Linked DNA regions of Hordeum vulgare: all the other regions are linked to region 1. The links are chromatin contacts, called in public Hi-C maps. All regions are on one chromosome and are shown on one strand. Each heading gives the region's core, a stretch centred on a gene start, on an enhancer-like site or on the middle of the called end of the contact. The rest is flanking DNA. Distances are from core to core; before and after follow the strand shown.

Evidence for each region. A called contact is a pair of places that touch in the nucleus more often than the background predicts.
Region 2: a Hi-C map of seedling shows a contact between it and region 1, with 3 times the contacts expected there. The contact joins the promoter of LOC123452562 here to the promoter of LOC123452564 in region 1. A contact is called at or near these places in 2 of 6 Hi-C or Micro-C datasets (leaf and seedling) and 1 of 1 datasets of contacts at active chromatin or transcription factors (embryo).
Region 3: a Hi-C map of seedling shows a contact between it and region 1, with 2.0 times the contacts expected there. The contact joins the promoter of LOC123452558 here to the promoter of LOC123452564 in region 1. A contact is called at or near these places in 2 of 6 Hi-C or Micro-C datasets (leaf and seedling).

Annotation. Positions count from the first base shown.
Region 1 is chr5H:541,270,569-541,274,760 of MorexV3_pseudomolecules_assembly, reverse strand. It overlaps LOC123452564 (accelerated cell death 11), which reads left to right and starts at 1,841. Exons shown (of 4, transcript XM_045129235.1): 1 at 1,841-2,193; 2 at 3,132-3,304; 3 at 3,461-3,606; 4 at 3,969-4,192. The coding sequence starts at 1,999. The coding sequence ends at 4,075. It overlaps LOC123452563 (zinc finger CCCH domain-containing protein 16), which reads right to left and starts at 1,614. Exons shown (of 9, transcript XM_045129232.1): 1 at 1,259-1,614; 2 at 209-367; 3 at 1-104. The coding sequence starts at 1,579.
Region 2 is chr5H:541,124,104-541,127,814 of MorexV3_pseudomolecules_assembly, reverse strand. It overlaps LOC123452562 (CCR4-NOT transcription complex subunit 9-like), which reads left to right and starts at 1,740. Exons shown (of 9, transcript XM_045129229.1): 1 at 1,740-2,070. The coding sequence starts at 1,870.
Region 3 is chr5H:541,046,205-541,050,086 of MorexV3_pseudomolecules_assembly, reverse strand. It overlaps LOC123452558 (WPP domain-associated protein-like), which reads left to right and starts at 1,283. Exons shown (of 6, transcript XM_045129224.1): 1 at 1,283-1,681; 2 at 2,451-3,882. The coding sequence starts at 1,643.

The sequences.
Region 1 (4,192 bases), core at 592-3,091:
GCAACTTTCTCAAGTAGTTCTCGAGCAGACAAGGAAGGTTCTCTCCTCTGAGAATCAACAGCTACAGACTGAGGTGGCAGCGGATTTGATGTAGGTCTCTCTTCCTGCAAGACATTGTACATGCCCTTTTCAGATGGTAACTCAAAAACTGGATCCTTGAGCAACAGGAAAGAAACAACAAAACTTTTATCACAAACATAAGCTTGACCTCTTGACTTAGTGGTTTAGCCTCTGCCTTCTTTGGTATTTTGACCTTTTTCTTCTTCACAATGATCTCATTTCCTTGCCATATGATCTCTGCTGGTCCATCTTCAACATACTCCCACTCCCCATCTTCTTCTGTCTCGTCTCGGTGGTCATCGTTATACTGAAATAGCCCAAGAAACAATAATAACCAGGACCCATTAGAACGTAACATATTCTCAAACATTTCACCAGCTAGTATAACATTTTCGATGAACACATGCATTGAGTTATCAAACAACATGCATATATGATGTATCAAGAGGATAGGAACAAAAATATCCGATCGACAATCAGAATCTGTAAAGTCACGTGCCATGGACCAAGCATGAGTTTCCTTATAAACAATGAACTACCAAGGAGTGGGGAACTGAAATGGGGTAAGATGAACAGCATCACGTGGAAGCATATAAGCATAGTTAAAAAAGGCGTGCCTAAGCGAGTGCTTAAGTGGCGATAGCAAAACGCCTAGCGCATAACTGTGCTTAATCTGCGCATAAGCATGCGCTTTGGACAGAAAAGCGCAAGGCGGTGGCAAAACGCACAATTAACACCTAGCGCTTTTTTGAACTATGCATACAAGTCTAGCTCAGGTCCGGGGCATCCCGACGGGCTCAAACAGATGGCAAGGACAACCCTCTTCTTTTCCATCAATGTGTAGATTTTCCCCCTAAACTTTGCTTCTTCTTCTACTTCTTCCTGATTATCCTCTTTGGCTTCTTATTATCAAAATCATATTCGAATCATCTCCATGAACACTGATATAATTTTCATTATGCTATTGTTAAGTGACAATTCGCATCGAAGGCAGCAAGCACCAACATCCGACAAGTGTTGTTCATGTCAATTAGACCGTCCATTGTTGTGCAAATTATGCTATGGTGTGCAGGTTCATCGACGATATAGAAACGGAGTACGTACATGTCCTAAGCTTTAAGCAAGCAAGCAACTGGTAAAATACTCTAGTTCAGTTGAAGGAGCCAAGGCACTGGGGTAAGTGAGAGTAGCAGGAGACCTTATCGCGCGTGGAAGCTTCGGCGGCACACGCCTCTTCTTCCGCAGCCGCCTCCTCGGCGGCACGCGAGGCGGCCTTCTCGAGCCATCGGCGCTCGGCGTCCTCAAAGGCGCGGCGGGCGCGGTCGGACGCGTCGGCCTCGGCCTCCTCGAGCTCTCGGAGGCGGCGCCCCTCCTCTGGGTCGGCGGCGAGCGCCTCTGCCGCAGCCCGCGCGGCCGCCGCCGCCTCCCTACGCGCGCGCCGGCGGCGCTGCTTCTTCCGCTCCTTCCGCCTCTCGCTCCTCGTAGACGCCGCCGGGAGATCAGCGGCCGCCGTGGACATGGGCGCTCCGACGGAAGCTCCTCGATCCACCCCCTCGGCCTCTTGGTTTTTTTTCTTTCAGAAAAGTGTTTTAGGGCTTTGTCTATCGAAGGCCCCCAAATAAACGTACTTACGTTTCATGGGCCTTGCATTTTGTTTTTCTTAGAATCGCATGGGCCTAGAAGAGAATGGTCCAAGATGGCCCGAGCCCACTTTCAGGCCCATCAGAGGACCGGCCGACCCCAAAACCTCGCCGTCATCGCCGTCGCCCTCTTCACACAACAACGCGTACAACCACCAAAAGAACGAGGCATCTCACCACAGAGAGAGGGGGGGAGAGGGAAAAAAAAAGAGCACAGCTCATCAGCCCAGACGCCGACGCCACCCAAGCTCTAGAACCTCCAAGCGCGGCGGACGCCGGCGGCGGCGGAGACCGGCCGATGGGGTCCAACGAGGCGGACAAGCCGCTGCGGCGGATCGGCGCGTCGTTCGAGCAGCTCGCGGCCATCGCCAAGCAGCAGCAGCAGCCCGCGATGGCGGCGGGGGACTTCTCCCGCGCCTGCTCCAACGTCTCCGTCCTCTTCGGCTGCCTCGGCATCGCCTTCAAGTTCGCCGAGATGGACTACGTCGCCAAGGCAAGCCCCGCCCCTGCTCTGCCCCCCTCCCCTCCCCCGCGACCTGCTCTGCTCTAGCTCGCGTCCCGCGATTCCTCCCCCGGTTGGGGCCCTCGGCTGCTTAGGGCGAGTCGGTTGTTCGGTATGCTGCTTCGTTGTGCTTGTGTGTGGTAAAATTTCTGGTGATTTCCGGGGCATTGATTGGTTTGTGTGAAGCTGAGAAAGGTTTGGGGCGAAATGATCTGAAATTCTCAGCCAGATCGACTTGGCAAGTTCTGTTTGAATTCGTTTTCGATTGCTACCCTGCATAGCTGTGCATACTCCATGTGGTGAGGTGATTGTGTTGATCTACTTCAGTTTGAGGATAGGATGTTTCGGTGAAATGTTCTGTCAATTTCTGAACTGGATCAAGCAGCAATTATTGGGTGCTTCATCGGGTTAGGACTGTCTAATTTTGCTAACTGTGTGCTATGGTTGTTGCGGTGTACGCTTCAGGTGTAGGGAATCCTATTCACTTCTGCACTTGAGTTAGTACTGCTCCTTTAATTGTATACATCTCTGTTTTTAAGGTAATTGTGGTGATCCCCTGGACTTGTTTAGGGCGAGACGGTCTCATAAATTTTCAACCTGATCAAGCCAGGAACTATTGTGTGCACATAAGGATCTGGTTATCTATTTCAGCTAGTATTGTGAGATGCTTGCTCTGATGTATGCTTGAGGTGTTGGAAGTTCCAATCTACTTCTGCGCTTATTTTAGTACTACTGCTTATATAGCAAACAAAATGTTCAGCCATTTCGGATTTCACATGCTATCTTGTTACAAAAACCTCATATACTCATGCGTGTTTGATGACTGTCTTGGGGCCAGGCCATCGATTACCTAGTTAATCGTAGCATCCCCTTTTTCAAGGCTTTTGTTTGGCGATCTTGTCTGACTACTTTGTCTTACGTGGCTGCAGGTTAATGATCTACTGGAGGCATCCAAGACGATTTCGACATTGCCCTCCATGGTTGAGCTTGACATTCAGAAGGGCACTGTTAGGCAGCCGGGGAGCCATACGAGGAATCTACTGAGGGTTAAGCGTGGGATTGATATGGTGAAAGTTCTGTTTGAGCAGATATTGGTCACAGAGTAAGTTCAAGTTGCAAACGGGATAGTGCTGTCACTTATATTATGTTGTGATTAAAAAGAACTTACATTATGTTGTCAGACAGCCCTTTAGTTTGCTACTCTTAGATGCCTGTTGAGTAAATGTTATCTGAATGGGCACGATCTCTTTTGTTTCAGAGGCAACTCCCTGAAGGACGCAGCGACAAAGGCTTATGCTCAGGTGTTTGCTCCTCACCATGGCTGGGCCATAAGGAAAGCAGTTGGTGCTGGAATGTACGCCCTACCTTCCAAGTCGCAGCTCCTGAAAAAACTGAATGAAGATGGTGAGTGTCCTGATCTCCAGAATACTTACTGCTGATCTCCAGAATACTTACTGATTTACCTCTTATGTAGTTTATGCATGTCCTTGATCTGAACTTCCATGCCAAGCAAACAACTCACATTATTTGCTGGCATGATCAGATCGCATTGCTTTTGGTTGCCTTAGAAGCATTGATCTAATTGTTTGTTTGTATAGATGTTTGCTTGCATGAGAACAGGTCATATGCAAAGTTCATGTTTAAAAAAAAAGTTGATTAGGTTTCATAAAGAAAAACAAAATTGGGATGTAATATGTCAAGAATACAGATATCTTAGTTTCTTCGTCTTGATGTCACATAATTCTGATCTCGGGTAAACCTTGCAGAAAATTCGGCAAGGGCTCAAATGCAGAGTTTCGTCAGGTCGTCCGGACAAGTGATTCTCTACGTCGAAGACCTCTTCACCTCGAGTAATTTAGGACTAGACTGGTGAGCAAAGCCTATACAGACTTCCAATGTACTAATGCGATCGGATGGTGTGCCGTGCCCTCAAATAACTGTAGCTGGTCTTGGTGTTTGAGTTTGAGAGTCCGGAGTTGTAACGAAAATT
Region 2 (3,711 bases), core at 491-2,990, 150 kb after region 1:
TGCCCCATCACAAACTCTTGAGAAGCACAATAAATTCTTCACTCTAGTTGCTTACTTCAAGACATGATCAACTAAAACCCAATACATGAGCTCATCATGATCTTCTCTTGATACCATAGCTTGAATTCTTCTCTTTAGTTATACTCTCAAGAACTTAATCCCTATAAGCCCAAATGTGTCAACCTTTGAGTTCCTCCAATCAACTCCACCTTGAACATATTTATTTAGACATTGAAATCAAACTTGATGGATTCATTAGAAACATCCAAAGACCAACTACTATCCTCACTAGGCAAGATACCACGAGAGTTAAACCATAGGCCCCGTCGGCACGAGGTCAGATAAACCGTGCGCACGGGGTATCCAGAGAGTTTAACGCTCGACCTCGTGTGCACATGGGTCAAGAATCCCGTGCTCATGAGGTGTCTAGAGATATTTAACTAGACCCCGTAGGCACGACCCCTCGACCCCGTGTGCATCGGGTAAGCAGAGAGGATACCACGAGGACTTCTTTGAGAGGCTTCTAATGGAACTCTTCACACAGAAATCGAACATGCTTCATGCATCACTATGGAACATTTGTTCATATAATATACAATTCCATTGATGCTCCATAGGAATTGTCATTCAATACCAAAGCTTAAGAGCAAATCTTCATCTTTAAGGCAATCATCCTTAAGGCACCACCTATGTACTATACCTTCAAATATATCTCACTGGAAGCAATAGATCATATAGATTGTCATTACTTACCAAAGTCACACTTAGAGACTATATGCCACTACTACATATCCGTAGGGGGGAGGTGGCACGATGGTGTCCACTTAGCACTAGCGCAGGGCCATTGTTCCCATGCTACTACTACGCCTTACTTGTAGCGCATGATTTGAACCTACACTACTACTAAGTAGCGGTAGCGCTAGTCAGATAGGCAGCGCCACTACTAAGTGGTTACCTATAGGGGTTTTCCTAGTAGTGCAAGTGCTCACAACCCCAACCACTTAAGCCAAATTGTACGCCTCCATTTTATCGCGACCATCAGATCTTGATCCAACGCCCAACCTTGCGCTCGAGCTCTTTCTCTCTCCTATCTATCTATGTCAATGACAACGAGACCCGCATGTCAGCTTTGTCTTTGTCCCTGAACGCTTGCACGACACACGCGCACTCACTCGACGTGCATGACATAGATCTGCACAAAACGAAGGCATACAACGACCTCCACAAAGAAGGTACATTTCTCAGGAAATGTTAGATCAATGAAGATCGGAAAAAACAACAGGAAAAGCGTTCAGTGGGGAGATGGTGGGCGAGAAGGAATGGAAAAAGTGTCCATCGTAAAGTCCATCTGGATGGTGGGCGAGAAGGAATGGAAAAAGTGTCCATCGTAAAGTCCATCTGGATCCATGCCCTGGTTGCCGTGCCGACTTCTAGGATGCGTGTGATAGCATAACAAGGCATTATAAAGGACGACTAGAGAAATGGATCACGAGTCCAGTCGGATTCATGCCTTGGCTCCCATGACGGCTTTCTAGGATGCGTGTGATACCATTGCAAGGCATTAGAAAGGACGGCTAGTAAAATAGATCCACCGGCTAGTCCAACCGAACATGTCGTGACTGCTATGTCAGCTTTTAGGATGTGTGTGATACCATAGCAAGGCATTAAAAAGATGGTTGAAAAAATATTTCATCCATTTAAGGACAAAGTAGCAAAGTTGGGAAACAACTGTCGATCCCATGTGTCGCCCCTCCTCGTAGCATACTGTTGCTAATATAACCTGGCCCTTTAGGGGCAGAGCCGCTTCTCCTCCTCGTGACCACCTTATCGGTTTTTTCTCCCTCACACCACTACACCCTCCTCTCCTCAATGGCGAATCTGTCGCCGTCCCTCGCCACCACCCCCTCCTTTGATGCACCCTCCCCGCCCCCGTTCCTGCCTCCACCCGGGTGGTCGACCGCGGTGCCGGCCGTCGACGGGAGGGACTGGAATATGGTGTCTGCAGAGCAGCTCGCGATCGACATCTGCGACCCAGAACTGCGTGAGAAAGCCCTCTTCGAGCTCTTCAAGGTCTCTTCCCCCCCCCCCCCCCGGCCTCCTCCCTCCCACCGAATTTTTTTGCACTTCTATGCACTTCTCTCTAGCCCTCCCCGTCGAGGAATTTTTTGCATTTATAGCTCTGTGGTGGGTATTTAAGGATCGGATTTACGGTGAGGGAATCAGGGGTCTTGTATGAGTTGTGTGGTGGTTGGTAAAGATGCGATCTTGGTGATGCAATGTTGTGTTTAGGCAAAATTAGATTGGGGACCTTGGTGATCTATCTGATGCGAGCTGTTGTGCGGTTATGTAGGTAAATCTGCTCACCCGGTGATCTAGGTTTTAGGGTATAGATCAATGCATGCCCGTCTTCCCCTCCTACTCCTTGTTTCATGTTTGGTATGGAAATTGTGTTTTCTGATCCCCCCTCCCCGATGGCGATTCAATGACTAGCTGGCGGTATGTTGGGTAATTCAATGCAATTCTGTCTGCTCATATCTGGAGCATGACGAGAATGAAGTCCATGCATGCACACACATAAAAAACGTGCATCGTTTCTCTCCCTTTTTATATCGCTTCACACCTTTGCATGCCTGGTGACAGGTGGAACAATCAATCATCCTTTATCCGTCAACCCTAAATACTCAACCATCTTATACACGTCAACTCCGAATACCTTGCTTGCCATGTACTCCCTCCGTCCCAATTTAATACAAAATTGAGTTATTTTCAAGTCATTAATTTTGGAATGGGGAAGTATGTACTTGGTGAGAAGGACGTTTTGACGGGGCATATTCTTTTGCATATTGGCATTTCTTCTATCTCAAGTACTCTTTCTGTTCACTTCTGTAAGACCTTTTAGACAGGGACGTACGTTAGTTCTTGTTCGTAGTTGGATGCATATGCCCCACACATATGTAGGTTCAAGAGATACAGCTCAACACACCACAATGAACAAGGCACGCATGAACAAGCACGAATCCATCGATGCGGACAATGTTTGTTTCGTGTGAGACAATAAGCTTCACGAAGCGTGAGGTCGACGGAGCCCCGCAAAACAACAGAGATAGCGTTAGGTGGCTGAGCTGGTGCGCCGAGGAAGGAAGGAGTGGGACAAGCGCCCACCGGCGAGTCCGGCCGGATTCAGGCGTGGCCGCCATGGCGGCTTCCGGGGCGCGTGTGACGCCATGGCAGCAAGGCGCCGAGGAGGACGGCCATGGAAAATGTGTCATCCCCGTTTGAAGACAAGCAGCAAAGTTGGGAAACCGCCGCCGATTCCCTGTCCTGCCCCTCCTCGTAGCATACCGCTTCTGGTATAACCTCTGCCCCCTCTCCTCCTCCTCCTCCCGACCGCCTCCTCAGTTTTTGCTCCCTCCCTCACGCCACTGCCCCCTCCGCTCCCCGTCCTCAATGGCGAATCTGCCGCCGTCCCTCGCCGCCGGGCCCTCCTTCGGGGCGCCCTCGCCGCCCCCGCTCCCGCCCTCGTCCGGCTCGTCGGCCGCGCCGCCGCCCGCCGGGGGCAGGGACCGGAAGATGGTGTCCGCGGAGCAGCTCGTGCTCGACCTCTGCGACCCGGAGCTGCGCGAGAACGCCCTCCTCGAGCTCTCCAAGGTCGCCTCCTCCTCCCGCCCCCCACCCTCCCCGCCGCGGAGGACCCAACCCCCTCTAGCTCTC
Region 3 (3,882 bases), core at 34-2,533, 220 kb after region 1:
AATTATAGAGGGTGATCTAAACGGTTTTATATTTCTTACATAGGGAGTACTATTATTTTTGCGGGGCTATATGATCAAACCATGGCTACCACAAAATTGTAGAACGATTCTATAAAAAACACAGGGTGATAAGTCCTTAGGTAATCTTATTACAGGAAGAGTTTCACCACCTGAAATGAAGTAAGTAGTGTCCAGCCTCAACATGATCATAAAAATGTAAAATCAACTATTTCTGCCTTTCTCTTATTTCCCTTGTGTCTCCTTAACATCTCAAATAAAATATCAACAAGAATTTGATCCACTTTCTTCGGACTACATCGATCTTAACTCATACTATTTTGTATTTTGCCTCGACAATATTTTGTTTTCCTTTGTGACCTTTTGGTAGCGGTGCCTTGTCTTGGTATCATCTTGGTCCGAACTGATTCACGGCTCATTACTAAGGCTCGATGTTGTGCAGCCTACCCCCGTTGGATCCAATCCTTAGATAAAACATCGGTGTATCACATCCACAAATTTGGATGTTTAGTGATGAAAAGCTTGTCTCATGATATATGAGGTATAGGATAAATTGTAGTTTTACCTGTGCCAATATGATTATAAACGGCCATTTGGTTGGTTATATAAAACAAGACATTGACCAACGAGAAATTTTGTTGTTGTTGAAGACCCGTTATTACATATTACCCGTTCCTAAATATAAGACTTAAGCCTTTTTTTAAAGATTCTACTACGGACTTGTATATAGACATATCTTAAAAAATATATATATTTATTTTACTTTGTATGTAGTCCGTAGTGATATTTCTAAAAAGATTTATATTTAAAAATGGAGGGAGTATATTTCTAGGGTTCATGGGTGGAATAAACACAATTGATTTTAATAAAGAATCACTATTATTGATTTACTACTAGTGTTTTGAAATTAATCATCAAAAACATCATCAGTTTTATATTTCTGGTGAACCTTCCTTTATAGTTAGGCCCGGATTTTCTTGACCCAAAAGTACATCAATTTAAACCAACCATACCATCAAAAAATTAACCGACGATTGATTAGTTGTTGGTTAAAAAGTTAATTAACCGATTAATAAGCGGCGGCGATGTACATCGCGGGGCAGGCGTGATAAGCGTGGCGATGTACGACCGGATGGAAAACGGAACCGAAGCCCCCGCCAACCTGAAGGGCCACCACGGAGTGGACTCCGGACCGTTTCCCTCCCTCCCGTCTACATCTCGCCGGAGGCGGGCCCCGCCGGCGGCCGCCAGCCCCGTCCGTCGCCACCTACCTGGCGACGCGCCGGCGATCCGTTCCCCCGCCCCGGGCTAACCACCATCCCGGTGTTATCCTCATACGCTTTTTCCCCGCGGCGGTCGCTGTCTCGCGCATTAACCGCGCTTCACTCCCTTCCTTCTCCGTCGCCATCACCTCCCGTCCTCCCTCCGCCTATCCCCTCTATCCCACTCCTCCCCGAGTCTCCACCCCAATAATGGCGGCCCCTGTCTCCTGTACGACCCGGTAGTTCGTTGGTGCCGGTTAGTGCGTGCCCACCTGGACGCCGGAGCAGCCGCGAATCAGCGCTAGGCTGCGGTGTTGGCGCGCCAGAAAGTCAGCCGGTTAAACCGCCATCGCGCGGCCGCCATGGAGGCCATCCAGCCGGCGAGGCATCCGGTCACCAAGGTATGCGCCGTCCGAGTCGCTGCTGCTCTGTTTTTTTCTTCTCTTCTGTTCATGCCCTGCCTGCTCGTTCCGCACATAAGGTGGCGAGGGTTCGAGCGCTTTCATTTCTTCCAAGCACCGTATAATCACCATGAAATGTATCCTTTTTCTCTCACACGTAGAGGTCAGGTGTTTCCTCTGTTCTGAATCAATCAAACATTTCTGCTTCATTTCGTCTATATAAACATCAACATGTCAGGGGTTTCTGATTTTCAGTTTCTTTCCACGGGAACTGAATTTGAACTTGGGATTTCGACCAAGTATTTGACGAATTAGCAACTGCCTTCCACTGTTTAGGAGCTCCTTTCTATGTTCATCTGGTGCTTTGGACCAAACAATTTTAAAGTTTCCATACAGTTTTGAGTATTTCAATTTTTCACCCACTAGTCTGGCCACCTTGGGGGCGGCAGTTCTAATCCAGCATCGTCGTGCTACTCCTGGAATATGCGACAATTAGTTATCAGTTTTATGTTGATTATATTCTCACACAACTGTGCCCAACGACTGGCTGTTGTCAGTTCTTCAGAACTCACAGCGCTATTTAATCACATATGTCAATGAACTGCTTAAATCAAATGATACTACTAGTATATTCACTTATCGGTTCAGTTAAGATTGTTCCTGTCATCCTGTGTTGGCTAGTTTAATTTAATTTCAAGATTCAAATTTGTGTCAAACTGTTTACTTCCCATCTGATGTTAAACCAAATCTTTTAAAAAAACGTCTGCAGGTGTTTAGTGAAAGAATGACCTCTCTGCCCAACAGACCAACCGTTCCAGACGGCTGGTCTGTAACATCCGAAGATTCGCTCACGCCGAGGTTGTCCTTCAAGTCCAACTCCAGCACTGAGAGCTACTTTGAAGGGTCTGGAAGATCGCTTTCACGATCAAATCGACACATTTGCGCCCCAAATGCAGAGACCAACTACTTGGAGTACTTAGATATGATGAAACTGGAAGTAGATACGCATCTGGATAAGCTCAAGGGGGATGTAACAGGTCTGGAAAACTACGCCTTACCGGATAATGGCTACATAGTCGGCACGCACCTGGGCATGTCCCTTGATGTGATGCTGATCGAGATAGATGAAAGGTTCAACGCGCTGAAGCTGTTGCTGGCCGTCGTGTTCCGGCAAGCTCGGGACATGCCTGGCCTGACCAACCCGTCGGTTACTGATCTCCAGTGGGAGCATGAGTTGCAGCTGGAAATCATCGGCATTACAGTCGCAGAATGCATTGCTGGCTTGCAGGAGGAGCTAGAGAGGAAGTTGTATGAGCAAATTTCTGTCACAAACATCATGAGTAAGAATTGGCAGGAAGCAGTATCTCAGTTTGCCGCGATGCGTGAGGATCTGGGGGCTCTTTCTAAGCTGTTGTTGCCTTCAGTACCAGAATCACACATTTCTCACAGTAAGCAAGAAAGTTCAGGTAGCAAGAGCAATAAGTGGAAGTATTTATTTGGAAAGAAAACAAAGGAGGATCATGCCTCACCCCGCACCGAGGAAAGCAAGAGTTTCAGGAAACAAAAATCCATGGTTATCTCGGAAAAATCTGACTTCCGCCATTTGAATGCTATGACTAGGGAAGAAACAATAAGCTATTTTAAGTCAGAAATAAGCAAATTGAAGAGGGCGCATGAACTGGCCCTGCAAGAAAAGACAGAGGAGCTCTTCAAATTGAAACGAGAGAAGGGGTCTCTTGCTCTTCAGAATGATGTGGAGTTTGAACCTTTAAGAAAGAAAATCCCACAGATCATCTCTAGAATGGACCAAATCATGTCCAAGAATATAAAGGCACCCACGCTTCACACCACTCACGATGAACTCGATGAAAGGTCCAGACTGGCGAGCAGAATTGATTCTTTATACTATGACAATCAGCATCTTAGAGGCTTGCTTGCAGATAATATGAAGGATGTTAAGGAATTATCATCTCAGCTGTCTGAAGCCAGCAGAGACATCTCTCTTCAATTATCTTCAGAACAAGAGCTCTTGAGCCAAATTGAGAAAAGCAGAGAAGAGCAGGAGGACCTCCGAATCGAAGGTGATGTTAAGGATGGGCTATACCGTACTGTTACAAGAAGTTTACTTGATGATTCTATAGATGACATGCATGAAGCTGCACTGAGCTTTGATGCAAAACTGTCTTCACTTGAAGCTGTGA